Regions from separate parts of the Mus musculus genome. Here region 1 is linked to region 2. Evidence: chromatin contacts called from public promoter capture Hi-C data. All regions are on one chromosome and are shown on one strand. The core of a region is the stretch at or near the end of the contact, and the rest is flanking DNA. Distances in the headings are between cores, read along the strand shown.

Region 1 (3,435 bases), core at 472-2,971, 270 kb after region 2:
TTGTGCACTGGGAAGCATAGTCACACCACACAAGGTTAGCTCATCCTACAAAAACCAACATTATGATGAGTCAAATCCTTCTCTGAGGGTCTACCCTCTGACCTTGGCTCATGGGTGCTCAGGAGTGGTTGGAGGACTGGCATGGCACTGAAGCCAGCTGTCACTAGACACAACCCTTCTAATCTGGCTATTCTGCCTGCCCAGCTGCATCCTGCTCCTTATCTGTGGCAGTGCAGACCCTGTCCTGACCCAACTGAACCCCCAGAACTGCCACCTCCTGCTGCTGGGCGGCCTCTGTGGCCCAGAAAGAGCTGCTTCTCTGCTAGGCTGTTTTGTCTTCTCTGTTCTTGTATCTCCAAATCGGGATTGTTCTGTCATTCTTGGACAACCTGTAAGTGGTTGCTACATCTCTCTCCCCTGCTCAGAGACGGACAGGCACACACCAGGAAGGGCTCTCCCCGACTCTCCCCGACTCTCAGTAACCTCAGCCGGCCTCTCTGCTGCGAAAGGTGACTGGCAGAGAGAGGAGCAGGACAGAAGTGCTGAAAAGCAAGTACAAGGTCACTGAAGCTTTGCTAAGGACAACCCACACAAGCTCTAGGTAGGCTGTACACCGCTAAGCAGGAAACATAAACTGCCACAGGGACCCAGGACCTGTTCCACAGACAACACTGTGACTGGTGTCAGCCTGCTGCTTCCAAGTACACATGGTATCTCAGCAGCCAACTCTGGGACCCATGACAGGATTGAAGCCACAAAGAAAGCATTGGCGCCTGCGTGCACGCACACAGGCACATACAGCCACTACATCCATACTTGCTTGACTCCCTGTCCACAGGGACACAGGCTGAGGTCCAGAAAGGCTAGCTTCAAGGCACTGAAGGGAAGGTGGAGAGGCCAGCTCCCTTTTCTAGTAATGTGAAGACACTTTGTGCCTGCCCCACCCTCAGCTTCACCTCAACTGCCTTCTTAGCTTAGACGTCAAACCACCACCAATTAGGGGGCCTAAGTCATCGCAGAAAGCAGAGAGTAGCGCGGCCTTGACGAGAGCCTTGAGCTGCGTCTGCACACAACCCGATGGCCTCTGTCAGGTCCAGGTACTGCCAGGGGAGGGGGGAGGATCCACATGGACAGCCTGATCAGAACAAGCTCATACAGGACGTGTGAAATGGAGGTAAAAAGAAGATTGCCAAAAACTCCAAGATCAAGTTCTTTATGAACGTTTATAACTGTAACCACCTCATGCCTACAGGTGCTCTGGATAGCCTCTCAGAGGGAACGGTTGTCAAGAAGGATGTCTTTAGAGACTCAGCTCTGAAACGCAAGGCTGGGGAGGCCAAGGTCAGTTGGAAGAACAATACAAGACAGGAGAGAACAAATGGTTTTTCCACAAGCTATGCTTTTAGGTATATTTTTGTTTCTTATCATTAAAAATTAAAAAGAAAAAAAAAAGTTCAGCAACTCCGAGTTTACCAGCCAGTTGTAAACTAGCATTTCCTGGAAAGCATCGGTGAACCTAAGTTTTGGAATAGCAGGAAAGAAGCTATTCCAAAATAGCCTGGGGGGAAGTCATGGGCTACGTGAAATAAACACTGGTCATGTAATGGCATGGAACAGGGCAAGAGGCAGTCTCTGTTGCCTCCTCTGAAAACAACCCAGGGCCAGACTGTGGAGGAGGGGAGCTCAGACAACACTGATGGCGTCTAAGCTCAGACAACACTAGCCTCTGCTCTGCCTGGCTCCAGCCCCAGTTCTAGGGCAGACGCAGGCCAGGCTGTGCTCAGAGTTATAAACAACGCAACCCGGGTTCTAAAGGGGCCACTCTGACCACGTACCTGGCTGAATAAGGCAGTGAGCTTCCTAGATAATGCCAGCCTTCTAGATGAGGCTGGCAGGATTTAAAAGGGACAGAGAAGTTACTCAGGCCTTAGGAGAGGAACCCTGAGCAAAGGAGGAGAACCTGGGGGCCTGAGCCAAGGCAACACATTGGGGTCACCTGCCTGGGAAGGGAAGGCAGTGGCTCTGTGGTTTTCAGCTAGAGCCACTTTGTCCTCTCCCCTCCCTAGACACACAGGAAAGCTCCTGTCACAATGACTGGACAGCATTATCAACAGTGTCTAGGCCAAGGAACTCCTGGCTGCTTAGGACATCTAGAAACAAGGTGGGTCAAAGGTCATCTCCACTACCTCTACTGAATCCCCCCACCCCCACCCCCGCGTGAGAGGGTCTACTGTATAGCTCTGGCTGGCCTGCAACTCACTATTTAGACTAGGCCAGCCCTGGCTCTTGAGAGCTGGAATTAAAGCTATGCTCGCCCTCCCTCCCCTTCCTTTCTGTGTATCTGTGCACACATGTGTGCAGTACCCTGGAGGGCAGAAGAGTGTTCAATCACTTGAAAGTGGAGTTAGAAACAGTTGTGAACTCCCTGACATGGGTGCTGGGAACCAAATTTAGGTCCTCTGGAGGGCAGCTGTCACTCTCACCAGCTCAGCCACTTCTCCAGCCTATTTTACTTTTAAACAATTATTGGGACTCCCCAGCACTCACACGGCAGCTCACAACCATTGGTAACTCCAGCTCCAGGGCATCCAATATCATCTTTGGCTTCCTGGGCTAGGCATTATATGTAAGTGGTGCACACATATACACATAAGCAAAACAACCATACACATAAAATAATAATAAACAAAATGGAGAATGACATGAGGAAACCGATCCTGACCTCTGGCCTCCACATACAACTGTATAGCGATGAGGCAGGGGCAGAGGGAAGGGCTGCAGTTCGGGGAGAAGGCTTGCTGTAGAGTGAGCAGGCACTGTCATCAACTGGTTTGGGCTTCTAGAGGCCCATCTGCTAACAAGGCCACCTCCTGGAACTGCCTCCCTGGCCTGCTCTTGCACCTGAGCTGTCCTGCTTCCAGTCTAGAAGCCCATTCATTAAACTGGCCATGGTCAATCAGATGCACTAAAAAATTCCTGTATAAAAACTTCCAAGACTAAGTGTCTGAAAACAGAAGGAAGCTAAAGTAAGACAGTTGCAGGTAACAGGCTCCTCACCCAAGGAGGAGCTGCCAGAAGGCCACAGGGAGAGTTATTTAAACATCTTATTTCTAATTCTGTGCATCTAGTACATCTGTGTGTGGGCATGTGCACATGAGTGCAGTGTCCACAGAGTCCCTGGAGCTATAGTTACAGGCAACTGTAAGCCACATGACATCAACACTGGGAACAAAACTTGGGTCCTCAGCTCTCCAGTCCTCACAGGAAAGGCTTTAATGGGCCTAAGCATATATGTCTGGAGAGCAGGAGCCACCAGCCACACCAGTGAAGGTCAAGACGGGAGGTGTGGCCAGGCTTCAATCTCAGAGCAATAAATCTCCATCTCTCCGTATTCCCCAGGGGTGTATCCACGACCAGGTCTTTCATTTACATGGG
Region 2 (3,267 bases), core at 758-3,257:
TTGTTTTGTTTTTTGTTGTTGTTGTTGTTTTTTCGAGACGGGGTTTCTCTGTGTATCCTTGGCTATCCTGGAACTCACTCTGTAGACCAGGCTGGCCTCAAACTCAGAAATCCACCTGCCTCTGCCTCCCAAGTGCTGGGACTAAAGGTGTGCACCACCACTGCCTGGCTCTTGCCACTTTTCTTACTCATTCAATTGAGCCATGCCAGCCATGACTTAGGGACCCACCACATTCCTACAGTAGGGCATCTTTCCTTCCTGCTCCCTCTTTCTGTATCTCCCTCCACCCCCAACCCCCGATAGTGGGCTGTTTCCTCGCCATTATACCTAAGTTCAGATGTTTGGTTGTGGGTTTTGGGTTTAGTTTTCTTGTTTTCTTTTCTTTTTTTTTTTTTTTTTAAAGATTTATTTATTTATTATATGTAAGTACACTGTAGCTGTCTTCAGACACCAGAAGAGGGAGTCAGATCTCATTACAGATGGTTGTGAGCCACCATGTGGTTGCTGGGATTTGAACTCTGGACCTTCGGAAGAGCAGTCGGGTGCTCTTACCCACTGAGCCATCTCACCAGCCCTCTTGTTTTCTTTTTAACAGTGTCTCATTGTTTTATTTGGGCTGGCTTTGAACTTCTGGACTCAAATGGTCCTCTGCCTTGGATGCCTAAGTAGCTGACACTATATATATATATATATATATATATATATATATATATATATATATATATATCACATCTAGCTAAATTATGTTTTTCTGCAATAAGGATATGACTTGGTGGCAGAGTGTTTACCAAGCATGCCTGAGGCCCTGGATTCAATCCCCAGGGGACACACATATGATGACAACTATTATCACATTCTTTTTTCTTTATTTTTATTTTTGATAATGCCTTTCTTTGTAGCTCAAGCTGGCCTCCAACTCACAGATATTGACCCTCCTGCCTGCATCCTGGGGATTGGGGTTAAAGGTGTGCACCACCACACCTGGAACATCCCAGTCCTCTTAAGACAGGATTTCACTGGTGGCTCAGGCTAGCCTGCAACTCACTCTGCAATCCAGGGTGGCTTTGAACTTGCAATTCTCCCATTTCAGTCCTCAGAGTGCTGTTATTCCATGTCTGGGTCAACAAAGCCCAGTTTTAGGAAAAGAATATTTATGGCCAAGAACTGAATTTTTAAAAAAGATTTATTTAGTTATTTTATATGAGTACACTGTCTTTGTCTTCAGACACACCAGAAGAGGGCATTGGATCCCATTACAGCTAGTTGTGAGCCACCATGTGGTTGCTGGGAATTGAACTCAGGACCTCTGGAAGAGCAGTCAGTGCTCTTAACTGCTGAACCATCTTTCACCACCACCACCCCCTTTTAAATAAAGATTGAATGCTTTAATAGATTTGATCCATTAATAAACTGGTTTCTAGTCTTACATCTCCCTATATTTGATTTATTTGTTCAGTGTGTGTGTGTGTGTGTGTGTGTGTGTGCGCGCGCGCGCGCGTGCATGCGCACATGGGTCTTTGTGAGTGTATGTGCATCATATTTATTCAGGAGCCCATGGAGCAGAAGAGGGTACCAGATCTCCTGGAACTGGAGTTACAAGCAGCTGTGAGAGCTGCCATGTGGGTGCTGAAAACCGAACCTGGGTCCTCTGCATGAGCAGCAAGTGCTCTTAACCGCTGAGCCTTGCTCCAACCCTTCTAGTATTTCTTACCTCACACCTCTTTGAGGCAGTGTTTCCAGACCATTCCATCCCAGACAAGGGAAGAGAGGGTCACAGACAAGGTGATACTAGTACATATTCAGCGAACTTCTGGGTTAAGAGGGAGGGAAAATACTTAGCAGATGAAAAAAAAAAAAAGATGAAAATTTCCATTCTGGCCGGACATAGTGGCGCATGGCTAAAGTCCCAGTACCACAGAAGCTAATGCAAAAGGGTGAGTCTGGGCTAGTTTGGCTCCACAGGAACACCCAGTCTCAAAACAAGGAGGAAAAAAAAAAAAAACCGCCCTCCTTTCTGCCTCTTCTGGGTTGGTCTCTGGAGTTCCTTGTGTGGCAGGCTGAGGTATTCCAAGGATTTAGAAATGGGAGAGGCCTAGAAATATGGCTGGCCATAACACTTTGTGTTTGGGGGAAGGGGGCGTTGAGGGGTGACCAACCACAGGGCCAGTAATCTGTGTCAGCCCCCTCATTCCAAGAATGGGATGGATCTCTTAAAGGCGCCCCATGTCCCACACGCACCCTGCTCCCTCCACCAATCCAGGAACAGTGTGACTCGCTAGTGACCGACTCAAGTCTAAAGCAGAGCGGGTCCCAGGACTTGAGCGCGGGAGCCAAATGGAGTCAGGGTCATTCGACAGCTCCTCTCTCGGCTGCAGGCCGGAGCGGGGTACCATCCTATACTCTGGGTGCTCGCTCCTCCTCCCGTCCCCCGCGCACCCCTGCTCTGGCTCTTGGAGCTCGACAGTCTTGCTGGGGCGCTGCAGCCAGGGAGCTACGCGCTCACCAAGACCCGGACGGCTGCGGGAGCCAGGGCGGCGTCTGCTTTGGTGATACCATGAATGGCTCGGACAGCCAGGGGGCGGAGGACTCGAGCCAGGAAGGTGGCGGCGGCTGGCAGCCCGAGGCGGTCCTCGTACCCCTATTTTTCGCGCTCATCTTCCTCGTGGGCGCTGTGGGCAACGCGCTGGTGCTGGCGGTGCTGCTGCGCGGCGGCCAGGCGGTCAGCACCACGAACCTATTCATCCTCAACCTGGGTGTGGCCGACCTGTGTTTCATCCTGTGCTGCGTGCCTTTCCAGGCCACCATCTATACCCTGGACGATTGGGTGTTTGGCTCACTGCTCTGCAAGGCCGTTCATTTCCTCATCTTCCTCACTATGCACGCCAGCAGCTTCACGCTGGCCGCTGTCTCGCTGGACAGGTGAGTGAACATTCTGTGGTGTCTGAGAACTGGGTACCCAGGTAGGAGCTTGCACTGGAGTCGCCACGCAAGGATCCAGAAGGGATGCGTAGTCGGGGAGAACACTAAAATTACAAAGTGGCCCGAGGCCGTGAAACGCAAGGGGAAAGGGGACTAAGACTCCGTGACTAAGAGTGTCCCTTGATTAAGTCGGTCCTCAGACCTCGAAGGCTGGAGAAATCGGATTTCTGGGGTCTTTACGTTATTGTTGCTTGAGCTAAAAGTCTCTCAGAAACATTGCAGTACTCAGACCAGAGTTGGCTTGCAAAGTAACTTGCCAGTATTCAAATGCTAATTGAGAGCTGCAGA

Evidence for each region. Promoter capture Hi-C pulls out the DNA fragments that hold promoters and counts their contacts.
Region 1: a contact with region 2 is called in a promoter capture Hi-C map of liver, with 2.9 times the contacts expected there. The contact joins the enhancer-like site here to the promoter of Galr2 in region 2. A contact is called at or near these places in 5 of 39 promoter capture datasets (cranial neural crest, hematopoietic stem and progenitor cells, liver and 2 more), 2 of 115 datasets of contacts at active chromatin or transcription factors (both in embryonic stem cells) and 3 of 9 other capture datasets (adipose tissue, embryonic stem cells and liver).

The regions. Positions count from the first base shown.
Region 1 is chr11:116,549,245-116,552,679 of GRCm38.p6, forward strand. The region is part of intron 1 of Ube2o (ubiquitin-conjugating enzyme E2O); the gene reads right to left. Among named protein-coding and RNA genes, the nearest start is that of Sphk1, 19 kb to the left of the region's middle. Within about 2 kb of position 1,722, at least 60 of the 459 cell types and tissues checked have an H3K27ac peak or open chromatin away from gene starts, as enhancers often do. A contact at or near this core is called in adipose tissue and liver, where this site is marked.
Region 2 is chr11:116,278,932-116,282,198 of GRCm38.p6, forward strand. It overlaps Galr2 (galanin receptor 2), which reads left to right and starts at 2,008. Exons shown (of 2, transcript NM_010254.4): 1 at 2,008-2,919. The coding sequence starts at 2,555.